Regions from separate parts of the Mus musculus genome. Here region 2 is linked to region 1. A link is a contact called in public Hi-C data. All regions are on one chromosome and are shown on one strand. The core of a region is the stretch at or near the end of the contact, and the rest is flanking DNA. Distances in the headings are between cores, read along the strand shown. Region 1 has its middle 31 kb from the start of Gm34921. Region 2 has its middle 32 kb from the start of Gm20110.

The links. A called contact is a pair of places that touch in the nucleus more often than the background predicts.
Region 2: a contact with region 1 is called in a Hi-C map of bone marrow-derived macrophages, with 21 read pairs. The contact joins two enhancer-like sites. A contact is called at or near these places in 2 of 15 datasets of contacts at CTCF or cohesin (large pre-B cells and pro-B cells), 6 of 484 Hi-C or Micro-C datasets (bone marrow-derived macrophages, cortical neurons, forebrain neurons and 3 more), 3 of 115 datasets of contacts at active chromatin or transcription factors (embryonic fibroblasts, fibro-adipogenic progenitors and microglia) and 1 of 9 other capture datasets (embryonic stem cells).

What each region holds. Positions count from the first base shown.
Region 1 is chr10:99,298,316-99,304,565 of GRCm38.p6, reverse strand. No RefSeq gene overlaps it. Among named protein-coding and RNA genes, the nearest start is that of Gm34921, 31 kb to the right of the region's middle. Within about 2 kb of position 2,340, at least 17 of the 459 cell types and tissues checked have an H3K27ac peak or open chromatin away from gene starts, as enhancers often do. A contact at or near this core is called in bone marrow-derived macrophages, where this site is marked.
Region 2 is chr10:99,573,890-99,580,139 of GRCm38.p6, reverse strand. No RefSeq gene overlaps it. Among named protein-coding and RNA genes, the nearest start is that of Gm20110, 32 kb to the left of the region's middle. Within about 2 kb of position 2,674, at least 19 of the 459 cell types and tissues checked have an H3K27ac peak or open chromatin away from gene starts, as enhancers often do. A contact at or near this core is called in bone marrow-derived macrophages, where this site is marked.

The sequences.
Region 1 (6,250 bases), core at 1,091-3,590:
CCACAAGATAGAAACAGAAAGAATATTGTCCAGTTCCCTTTTAACATTGCCATAGTTAGTCTGATACCTAAACCAAATAAAGACCCCAAAAAAGAGAATTACAGACCACTTTCCCACATAGATGCAAAAATTCTCAGTAAAATACTTGCAAGTCAAATCCAAAAAAGATTGTTCTCCATGATCAAGTTGGCTTCATCCCAGAGATCCAGGGATGGTTTAATACAGGAATGGATAAATGTAATCTATCACATAAGCAAACTGAAACACAATCTCCTTAGCTTCAGAAAGGCAAATATGGTATGTATCCACTTACATGTAGATATTAGCTATGAGCTGTAAGCAAGTCAGTGGTAGACAAGATACCGTCTATAGAGCTAAAGGTTAAGCACAGCAGAAGGAACGGGGGGTGGAGGCACAAATAGGCTGTTCTAGGACAGGGAAATAGATGTAGGATGGAGACTGGTATGGAGGATCAAGTGGAAAGGAATAGGAAAGAAGGAGATGAGGGAAAGAGTATAGGAAAGACAACTAAAACTAAGGGCTAGTGGAGGAGTAAGTTAAATACAATTGAAGCTTTCGAATATATATATATATATATATATATGTGTGTGTGTGTGTATATAAATCTCCCCCATTATTTGTCAATTTCATTATATTTGTATATATATGCATATATGTATATATATATACACAGATATACACACAGATATGTGTGTATACATACATACATACATACATGTAATGAAATTGACAAATAATGGGGGAGATTATTATACCATTGGTTATATAACCCAATATATACCATCTCTTGTAATCAAAAAAAAGCCTCTAATACTGAAATTGGGTTATCTAATTGAGTTTAGGGACAAAGGAGTCCCATGCTCCCCCCCCCAAATAACCCAGGCTGTTGTCAAGACTACAGGTTTCTCTCCACAATCTGAAAGCAAGGCCCCACTCTTGAAGACAACACCCTACACAACTCACTGAACATGGAGAAATGGACCTGGTGCCTGCCTAGATCCTTCACCCCTATGTGCAAGCAAGCACCTTTGGTACAAAAAGTCACTCTGCATGCTACCAAAGGAGAAATGCAAACACCAACCCAGCCAGAAAACCTTTGATGTACAAGAACAAACGCAGAGACCCACACCCAGACAACACGAGGAGGATGAGAGAACTGGTCGCATTCAGCCCTAAAAGGAACGTCTCCATAAAATCCCTCCCCTCAGGGCTTAAAGAATCCTGCAGAAGAGGGGATGGACAGAGTACACGAGCCAGAGGTGGTGGAGGACACCACAAGAACCGAGGCTCTCTGAATCCGTTACATGGATGAACACATGAACTTACAGAGACAGAAGCAGCATACCCAGGGCCTGCACAGGTCCAAACCAGTTGGGGTCCTGGAACTAAAAGAAATAGACATATGTTCCCATTGCTAACCCAGAAGCTATCTCCAGTTGATAGCCACTTGTCAAAGAAACAGTGGGAGGCTGCATGCCTGGCAGAAGATGGCCAGCAGAACATGACCGCAACAGCATCTTTAGAGATTCCTTGTTTCATCATGTTCTATCAGGGCTCTTTCTTCCTGTTTTTGTTTTTTGTTGTTGTTGTTTTGTTTTGTTTTTGTTGTTGTGTGTTTTTTAAAATTTAACTTATTACTTTTATTTTATTTATATATTTTTCCTTTTCTCTTTTTACCTTACAAGTCCTTTGTGTATATATTATGGTTTTCCACTTTAGTGTTTTTGTGGGACTTTTGGGTATGTGAACAAGCTGATCTGTTTCTTGTTCTTGTGCCTTCTCTTGGGGTTTTTTTCCCCCCTTCCATTTGTTTGTTGGTTTTGTCTAGCACCAATGTGTTAGTTTTTGTCTTATCACATTATATTAATTATATTATCATCCTGTAAAAGCCTGTTTGTTTTTTAATGAGAGACAGAAAGGAGATGGACCCAGTAGGAGGGGAGGGGAGGAGAAGTCAGAAGGAGTAGAAGAACAGGAACGTGTAATTAGAATATAGTATGTAAGAAAAAAACTAACTTTCAATAGAAAGAGGCAGAAAAGAATACATAGAGATATACACAGGACAAGAAGGAAATGAAGTCAACAGCTGCCGTGGGAAGTGTTGACTTCTTTGCGTCACTCTTGGAGCGTTTTATAATGCTTGAGTTGTTTTGAAATTAAAAGTAAAAAAAAAAAAAATTGAAAGATTGATCATCAAAAGATATATTGCTTCAGCATAGAGGTCAGAGAAAGAAAGCACAAATCAAAGACACTTCAACTCAGCTACCCAGAACTTCCTCAAATCCCAGCGATCTGTCACAGCTGACAGTGACACTCTCCAGGAAATGCTTTGCAGGTCAAATTCAGGGTGTTGTAAGAAATAACTAGCATCTGAAAAAGAGAACAGGATCATGTACCAGACAATAGCTTTGTGCGTTTCACTGCAACATTAAAATAGTTCCTGACCACTTTCTTCTTTCCTGGGGAGTCAAGGCTGAAAGAGTCAGGTCATAGGGTTCTATGATGATGGGAGACAGGGACCTGTTCCATCACAGCTGTGGCATATCTGTTGTAGACAAAAGATGGGCCATAACGGAAGTGAATGAGCACCTGTATTTTTTCTGGACACACAATAGGGTCAGAGGGGAGGGGGGAGTAGAGGGGAGGGGAGAGGACGGGGGATGGGGAGGGGAGAGGAGAAGGGGGAGGGGAGGGGAGGGGAGAGGGGGTAGGGAGGGAAGAGGAGAGGTCACTCCAAATTTTGTCTACCTTGGTTTCGGCCATGTAAAGAAGGAAGTGGGTTCACAGATGAAATCTCCAGAAGATCAAATACCCCAGGTTAGAGTATCTGAAAGAGAGTCCTGTTCAAAGAATACGATCTGAAGCTCGGCTATTCTAAGCGACTCCGTTCCGTGGGGATTGGCCAAGAAGTCTCGAGGTTTAAGGTTTCTAAGCCACCTGCAATTTTTCTGTTGTCTGAACTCAGAGAAAAATGCAGTATACCTACTGAGGAGCCAACCACCAGGACAAACCTTGAGGATTCTACAGGCGAAGCTGAGGGGAATACCGGAATTCAGTGGCTGATAAGGACCTGTCAAAGATATCAAAACAACCACCCAAGCACCCTTGCCTGAACCAAAGAACATGTGCGGTTTTGTATCCTTTGAAAGTCAGAACTAAGACAGAGACAAGAAGCCTGGTGGCCATACATAACCTTGGAGCCTAAGACATCTAAAGACTCTCAATTTGTCCCCTCTGCTTCAGTCATATACAGGGGTTGGCAACACCAATGTCTGAAGTCTCTAAGTCAGTATTAAGGCTGGAGACAGGCAAAAGAACTACCTGAGACTTTAGGTCTCTCTATTGATGAGAAGCTGAGTAAAACCTAAAAGTCCACCGGTGTGGTTTGTCAAACTGGAATGACTTTAAGACCTGCTAGACTTGGTTTCACATTTTCAAAAAAAAAAAACAAAAAACTAACAAGCAGAAGGCCCTGGAAGAGTCAGGGGACAGGCCAAACGTGATATTTCCTTGCACTAATAATAATCCTATGTAACCGACAACCTCTTACTCTGAAAGGCTAATGCTCTGGGATTGGAGGAAAAGCAGTCCCCAAACTGGAATCCAAACTATGCAAAACCTACACAATTCTTTGCAGGGTAGTCAGTCGTTCTCGTAGGAACTAGAACTAGAACTGTCCCTGCCAGATAAATACGGTAGTGACTACTTTTCTTAAGGACCAAGTTGTTTGATGGGTCTTGAATTTCTGCGCCCAGAGATTAAAAAAAATAAGTCAAAGGATTGTTACTATAACTTGTATAATTGAACAGATAATCACCTTCTGCAACATAATACAATGTATTCAGAAATGTGTGTTCCTGGGGGAAAAAATAGAAATAACTAAAACAACCACAATAAGTGTATGTTTCTATACATTTAGACCTAAAATTATTTTAGTTTCTTAGTTTTATTGTTGTGGTTTTGTTTGTTTTTGGCAGGATCTTACTGGCAGCCCTGGCTTGCCTGGACCCTGCTATGTAGACTAAGCTGACCTCTAACTCAGAGATCTGTCTGCCTCTGCCTCATGAGTGCTAGGATTAAAGGCATGTGCCACCATGCACAGCCCAAGTTACTTAGTTTTAAATTATCACAAATACGTTTAAGAATAAGGAATGTTAAAAGTAAAATGAAATAAAGTAAAATAAATAAATAATAAATAAATAAATAGCCAGGCTATGGTGGCACACATCTTTTTGGTTTTTTAATCTCAAGCAGTCCGAAGGCAGAGGCAAACGCAGGCGGATCTCTGAGTTCAAGGCCAGCCTGGTCTACAGATCAAGTTTCAGGATAGCCAGAGCTATGTAGAGAGACACTGTCTAGAAAAAACTAAACAAACCAAAACCCTGATTTGAGGAAAAATTTAAATACCTTCAGGAACAGGAGTTAGTAACATAAATGAGAGTTCCAGAAACTTCTTGATTTCTTAGCCCAAATACTAGAGTAAACCGTGTATATATATGATTTTTCTAAAATTAAAGATTCTCAGAAGAGAAGGAAATCGATTCCTGAAAACAACTTTAAAATATTTCTACCTACAATTCCTTCAAAGATGGTTGAAATAAGTGTCTCCTAAAATAATTGAAAATGTGATTCCTAACACACACACACATACCTGAGAAGGAAATGAAAATACGGGTAATTGCATACATTCCCTACTGGTTTCTGCCTAGCTACAAAACACTTTTAAGTCTATGTCTGTTATTCTTCCAACAGCATCCTATCCTGAAAGGATTCATGTGAAATATCTGTATTTTATTCCAATGATCAATCATGGGGTGCGTATAGTTCACACTTCTTAGCTACTTCTTTAAAGCTAGCCAGTAAAGACATAAAAACCCCTCGGAGTGCTGGAAAATGTGATTTGTTGTGAAGTCAGTCCCTTGAAAGCACTTCTGGCTGCATTTTTAAAATGCCCTCTCACCCAGCAAAACATTCCACACTCATTAAGCTTTCTAACCTCGGGTAACCCCTCCGCCTTCCAGGTGAGAAGGTGAATGATCGCCCGGCACTTTCCCACAAGAGCCCCCTGCTCTGACTTGCCTGTAATAATGGTTTAATATTGAGCCCAGTCTTGCTCACAAATTATGAGCCTCTAACCATTACCTCAAGAGGGACACCGGGAAACGAGAGTATACTTCAACCGCATCATCATCCCTTCAAATTCCTAATTTGCTTCTTTCACGCAGAGTCTTTGCAAGAAGCCTCATTTAGTCTTGAATTCCGGGAACCTGGGAGCTTGGAAAAGCTTTGTTGTGTGGCAGGCAGCTTCAGCTCTGGCCTTCGTGAAGAAGGGGAAAATCACATTGGACCATCCATTAACAGGTTAGTCAGGGTCGTTATGAAACCCCCTGCCTTTTCAAATGAGCAAGCGGCCTCAATCTTTCCTGGGACCTGAGCCTCTCAGGCTGCGGGCTGTTTGCACTCAGTCAACACTCCATTTTTATAGGCCTGTGGAGCCAAAGATTACAAGACTTTTGAACTCCTCCGGCTGCCTTCTGTCTGGCTACACCCTCTGTTTCTGGAGCCTTAAGTCCTTCTTAGCAACTTGACAAAAACAAGCAATTAGGGCAAGGTCTGTTAATCCTCTTCTTTCCGCGGACGAGTAATTACATATTCAGAACCAGCCAGAGGCAGAAGCGGAGGGAACGACACCAAGCTGCGAGCTTTGGGGAGAAAACTCCAAGGGATGGGACCTGGACCAACACAGGGCCTTTATGTGAAAAGTGGCCCAGAGTCTAATGAGAAAGAAGGAATATGCAAATTAAAGATAAAACACACCCTGAAGGTGCCTTTTTCCCCCTCTTGTGTAACTTTGGCTGTCCTTGAACTCCCTTTGTAGACCAGGCAGACCTCAAACTCACAGATACTCTTGCTTCCGCCTCCCAACTGCTGGGACTAAGAGGCTTGATCTAAAGGCAAACACCACCACACCAAGCGACATTTTTAAAAGACTCAAAACACGGGAGAGCGATGCTTTGCTGGTGTGGTAGGGCTGTCAGTTGGCCACCACCCATGTGCTTCTGTGTGCAACTGTTCCCCTTCTCCTCCCCTGCCCTTCCTCTCCTCCCTCCCCCCTCTCTGCCCTCCTCTTTCTCCCCCTCCTTTCTTCCGTTTTTAATACACACTCTTAATGGACTTTACTATTTGCGGTGATGAGACTTTTATCCAGGAGGTTTGTATTAAATGAGGA
Region 2 (6,250 bases), core at 1,425-3,924, 280 kb before region 1:
GAGTAATGAAGTAACCAACCTTTAAAAAACAATAGGCTGGCCAGGTGGTGGTGGTGCATGCCTTTAATCCCAGCACTTGGGGAGGCAAAGGCTGGTGGATGGTCTAGGCCCACATGGTCTACAGAGCGAGCTTCAAAACAGCTACACAGAGAAAACAACAAAGTAACACACACACACACACACACACACACACACAAGATAGGCTGACAAGAAGAAAGAAGATAGAGTGTTCTTGTTCCTTCAGCTCTTTAAAGCATCAGTTGAGCAACAATAACAAAAATAACAATAAAAATCCCGTGGCGGAATGTCTACTCCGAATGAAGAACAACGCAGAGGACAAAAAGAAAAAAGAAAAATCCATTGCTCCATATGAAGGGTCCCCAGAGACCTGTGAGAATTGCTGTCTTATGATGTGCTATTGATTGGTGGCTTGGAGAAAGGAAACGCTTAGGGACATAGAGATTTGTAATCTTATTTTCTTTGGGGAATAGAAAGTACAGAAGGAGAGGAAGCCACCAGAGAGATGAGAATGGAATGATTGGATCTAGAAAAACACCATAGTGGGTTCACTAATCTCAGGTCTCTTATGGGAAGGGGTGGGCACATAAAGTCTGTACGGAGAAGACAATGCTAAGGGATTGGCACATAAAGTCTGTACAGAGAAGACAATGCTAAGGGGTGGTTATGAAAAACTTACTATCTGTGAGGCAAGTCCCCTGTAAATTGTATTCCATAGGAATTTATAGTGCAAATACTAGTGCACATCCTCTCAGCTCTAGTACACACACACACACACACACACACAACACATACACACTTGTACACACATCATTTTAACAGAGGATCAATACCACCTTATAATCACTCTCAGCCGAAGGGCAGACAGGATGTAATTCTGTCATGGTCTGTGAATATGTAAACTCCTATCAGTTGGTCTTGTACATAATTGACATTGCAAATGTTGGATTTTAATTGCAGATTCAAAGTCTTTTTACATTATCAGTCAGTATTCAAGTTAAAGCTTATTTACAAGCATAAGAACTGAGAAAAGAGGTAAGTAAACGTGGGGCATTAATTAATCTATGTAAGTGTTCACCGTAGAAGGGCATTATTTCATTCCTCATAAAGCAGCAATCAAATGCTTTCTGAGATCGTAAGAAATGAATAGATAAAGTTGTGCCTCGTTTAATGACTGAGAACTATGCAAAATAATTGCTTCTCACACCCTAAACAATGAAAGTGAAAGCAGGACACATTATCAAGTCTCCAGGCAGGTATTAACGGTACTTCCAAACACAGGGCACTTGCATTCACTGATGGGGCAATCATTCTCTGCTTTGCAAAAGCGTAGCAGAGCCAAGAACCGCGGCTCACCAGCCAGGTCGAGTTTTGTTCTTCTAACTGGTAATGAACTAATGGGGGCATCACCTGTCTCGTGACACTTAGACTCAGTTAGCAGGGATTTTGCTACATTTTTTTTTCTTCAGATGAGAAAACAGAGGCTCTGCTAAGTCAAATCATTTGTCACCCTGTACACTGGAAGGGAAATCCTAGAGATAGCGTTTCAAACTAAGTCAGTCTTACAGCCAGAACTTATTGCCCTAGCCATTCTGACCCACTGTTTCCTAAGACAGAGGAAAAGATTGCCATACTTCCTTGACAGATTAAATGAGATCACAGCACCTCTCTTTCCGGTGGAATTTCTTCTCACTCACAGAAAAAGCTGACATCTTTCTGAAGGCTTCATAAGAGCTGAACAGCCTCACTGGAGCCTTGCCTCTCTCCCCACTGTCCCCTGTACTGGCTGGCTTTATGTCAACTTGACACAAGCTGGAGTCATTTGAAAGGAAAAGACCTCAGCTGAGGATGGGGATAAATGATAGTCTAGGATGTACTTTACCCCTGAGGACTTTTGTACAGACTACATTAAATAATATAAGGTCTCCCAGCTGTGGTAAAATATCTGGTAAAATGTTTTTATCACATCATTTGCAGATGAATAGGAGCCGTGAAGAACAAGAGGATTCTCATGCAGGGGAAAGGTTCCCTGCAAAGTTAACACCAGAGATGTTTCTTATCATAGCTGGGGGTGCATCTATCAGAGAGAAAGCCAGGGATGCTCTTAAGCATCCTACAAAGTTGCCCATTATCAGCCCCAGAAGTTAATAAAAACCTGATGAGAAACCCTTCTGTCACAACATAGTGAAAATGCCGCTAGCTCAGATGTGAAAACCATTTCCACAATTGCCATGACTCCCCTGAAGTTTTGAAACCCAAGCAGAAACAATACACCATGTTCGTATTCCTTTGCGCTAGACGGTTGATTCTCAACCTATCGGCTGCAAACCCTTTGGGGGTTGAATGACCATTCCACAGGAGTTGCCCAAGACCATTGGAAAACACAGATATTTTACATTACCATTTATAAGAGTAGCAAATTGCAGTTACAAAGTAGCACTGAAAATTTTATGGTTGGGCTTCACCACAACATGAGGAACTGTACGAAAGGGTCGTAGCGTTAGGAAGGCTGAGAACCACTCAACTAGAGGCTTGACCTTAATCTGCCTCCACCACTACCCTTTGGGAGTCAAATCAGATACAGATCTCAGAATCTAGACCTCAGAGCACACCGGCAACTGCGCCTGAAGAATGGTGTGCTGGCCAGTTCAATTCTGCAGCCAGTCCACTAGGGGGCAGAGAAACACTATCAATCGTTCAGCATTTGCCTGCTAGCGTCGGAGAATTTAGTAATGTAAATCTTAATAGGAATGTTAAATTGTTACTGGCCCTTAAAACATTTAAAGATTCTCTGAATATTTTTATTAAGAACATGTATGTCTTTGCAGTCCAGGAGACTGGTTCCAGGATGGACTCGAACTCCCATCGTGTCTGAACTGTGAAATATGGCAGTCATTAAGTTCGCCACTGTGTTAAGTGGAGGTTTAGTAGCCGTTGATGGCATTGTGACTGTGAGGACTATTATTATTTAACTTTAATAACATATTATGAATGTGCTGGTAAAATACTTTCTTTTATAGAGATTTGATTCTACTGTGGGATAATTTGTAGCAAATCAGTTCATGGAATTACATCTACCAGGATATAACCTATCAAAAAGTGAGTATGCACAGAAACTTTACAGTGAACTCCAAACTGGAAAAAAAATAGCATAATTTTGGTATTGAACCAAACTCAACCCAAGAGTCAGTTCTAATATTCCTTATCATGCATACTACAGTAGAGTGGAACTAACAAGAGCGTTATATTACCGGCCTTTGATAATGTAAGATATACATAGATATATCTCTCTCTTATGATTTAAATTTAACAACTGTGGAGATGAACATTATATAAGTCATCTTTAAGGTTGGTCCTGCGACACACACACACACACACACACACACACACACACCATGATTATGACTAATGAGAGTGAAAAATCTCTATCCAAAAACCACTTCAACTTTCCCTAACCTGTATCCACACGCACACATAGAAGTATAAACAAACAAAAAGCTGTTTGGCAAGTGTTTTGGCTTGGATCTGAGTGACGCTGTCAATTCCAGTAAATAAGAAATCCGTGACTCAGAAAGGTTGAAGCATTGTATCAGAAAACCTAGACTTTGGGAGACTGGAGAGAGGCCAATTACCCAAGTCTGATCACGTGCTACGTGGAGGTGAAAGTGGTCTCTGCCAGGTCATTGTCTTGAAGCTCTGGGAAAAATGTATTTTATGTCCTGTATCTCAACTAAGGAAGAGTTGTAAACATTGTAGTCTATGAGTGGACAGAATAGCAGTTACAGCAGTTCCTGGCATGTATTAGCCTGCTAAATATTACTCATAATTATCATATCATTTTAAAGGTAAGCCAATCCAAAGATTCTTTTGTTTTACACTAGATGTGATTTTTCTTTCTAAAGCATTAAAGCACAGTATTTCTAAAAAGAAAGAAAGAAAGAAAGAAAGAAAGAAAGAAAGAAAGAAAGAAAGAAAGAAAGGAAAGAAGGGAGGGAGGGAGGGAGGGAGGGAGGGAGGAAGGAAGGAAGGAAGGAAGGAAGGAAGGAAGGAAGGAAGGAAGGAAGGAAGGAAGGAAGGGGAAAAAAAGAAAAACAATGGACTGAACGTACTGGACTCTATGGGTGTTAAGAGACTTGGGGAATTTGGCTCAATTTCAAAGCTGTCCCAAGACAATCATCATAACCGGGCCACCATCACTCTTCTGCCTTGCTTGTGCCTCCGGATATACCCTCTCCCCCCACCTCCTTTTTATGTAAACAACAGGTGCAAAGACTGGAGGGAGGAGAGAATATTCTTTTTTTCTTTCTTTCTTTTTTTCTGTCTAGCCACCAACACTGGGGTCAGAGTAAGGAGAATCACAACATGCAACAAAGGAAAGACACTTGAAGCCATTGAGAAGCTTCTTCTGGGAAGCTCAGAGCTCATTCAAGATTTGACCGCTTTTGCCAGATTACAAGAAGTTCCACTGGACGCGGAATAATAACTGGTTACTTTTAATTTGTGAGAAGATTGAAGGTCAAAGAAAGTGAAGGATCTAAGCACAGGAGTAACAGAGCAAATAAACCCAGATGGAAATTCTCGTCTTCATGTCAGCTCTGCAACAAACGGTTAATGCCTTGATGTGTTGCCATGGAAACAAGACCCCTATGTCAGGTTGACATTGATTCTAGCAATGGAGAAAGTGCCTTGCATTCTCTTCAACCTTGATTGTATTTCATTCAGAAAAAAAAAAATCTTCATTTTAAGAGATCAGCCCCATATCCTACGAGGACCAAAATACCAATACGGGCAATATGGTAATGTGAAATTCCATTACTGAAAATTTGCAAATTCATTTGTATCACATCTTATTTAATATGGCTTAAAAATGAAAAATTAAAGCCAGGCATGATGGGGCACCCCCTTAACCCCAGCACTCAGGAGACAGAGGAAAGTGGATCTCTTGAGATCATAGTAACAAGAGCTACACAGCAACACCCTGAATCAAAACAAAGAACAAAAGTAAGAATTAAAATATATATAACAAAAAGCAGGAACTACAAAGTCTTCACTAACATTATGCCCTTAGAATTTCCTTCCCTTAAAATATAGCTCAGAAGGGGTCTCTCTAGTGAAGAATTGATGAATAAATGTGTCTTTGCCACATTTAAAAAAAAAAAGGCTGTGAAATGATCAGACTAACAAAACAGGCTAGGCTTGAATGCTGGCCCTGTATCCTTAATCTATGGCCCTAATTCTGGGGATGGAGATACAGATCAGTGACTCAAACCATGCTTAGTATACACAAGGACCTAGATTTAACCCTTGGAACATTTGAACCTAAGTGAATCTATAGTTTCCTATGCCTCCATTTCTCACTGGTAACATAAAGACAATAGGACTTCCTACCTAGTAGGATATTCATGAAGATTAAGTAAGCTAAAACACAGAAATCGCTCTGAGTCTTGGACTCTCCACACTTTAGCTGTCCAAGTCTTTGTTGTAAAGCCAATTACTTTAGAATAGTTATAATTACTTGAAAACTCAAAGAACACCTAATATTGTTTTTAGATGCCCTGTAATTTAAGTAGGTTTGTTTTTTTCCTCCTTTCTGTTTTCTTTTGGGGTGGGAGAAGGGAAAACCTTAAACATAGCTCTGCAAGCACAAAAAGAACACACTTTTATCATCCTATGGGTCACTGAGAGAACAATGTTCCCAGAATGAGGTTGGACTCGCTGAGGAGGGTTTCTGCGGCCCTTTGCTTGGGTTTTCTAGGTCCCGTGCAAAGCATTCTGTTGTATCTGATCACAGCTCAGGCCCAGCTCGAGCGGAAGAACCACCGAGTGATGAGCTGGCTGCCAGGCCCTTTCACTTTAATTGTGGAGCTGGACTAGAAATTACCTAGCAACCACTTGAGTAAATGATAGGGAAAACTTGACAGAGTGGTTTCGCAATCGTAATCAGGCAAACATCTTTACGGTCCCTCTCCTGGCCGTATTTCCGGAGCCCTGTTCATCTGCAAGTCATCAGAATAAGCAGGTCCAATGAAGACTAACAGTGACACAAACACCTCAGAGGGAAGATGCTGAGAAAACACTTGGTCACAAAGACCTTGGGAAAGTAGCCTGCACGTTCGTCGGCGCCTACAAAGACATAGACAGCATTCCATAATGGGATGTCGTGGATGAGAAGTTTTTGTCGTGACACAGAATCAGCATCTTGGACAGATGTAACTGATCCTTAAGAATGCCA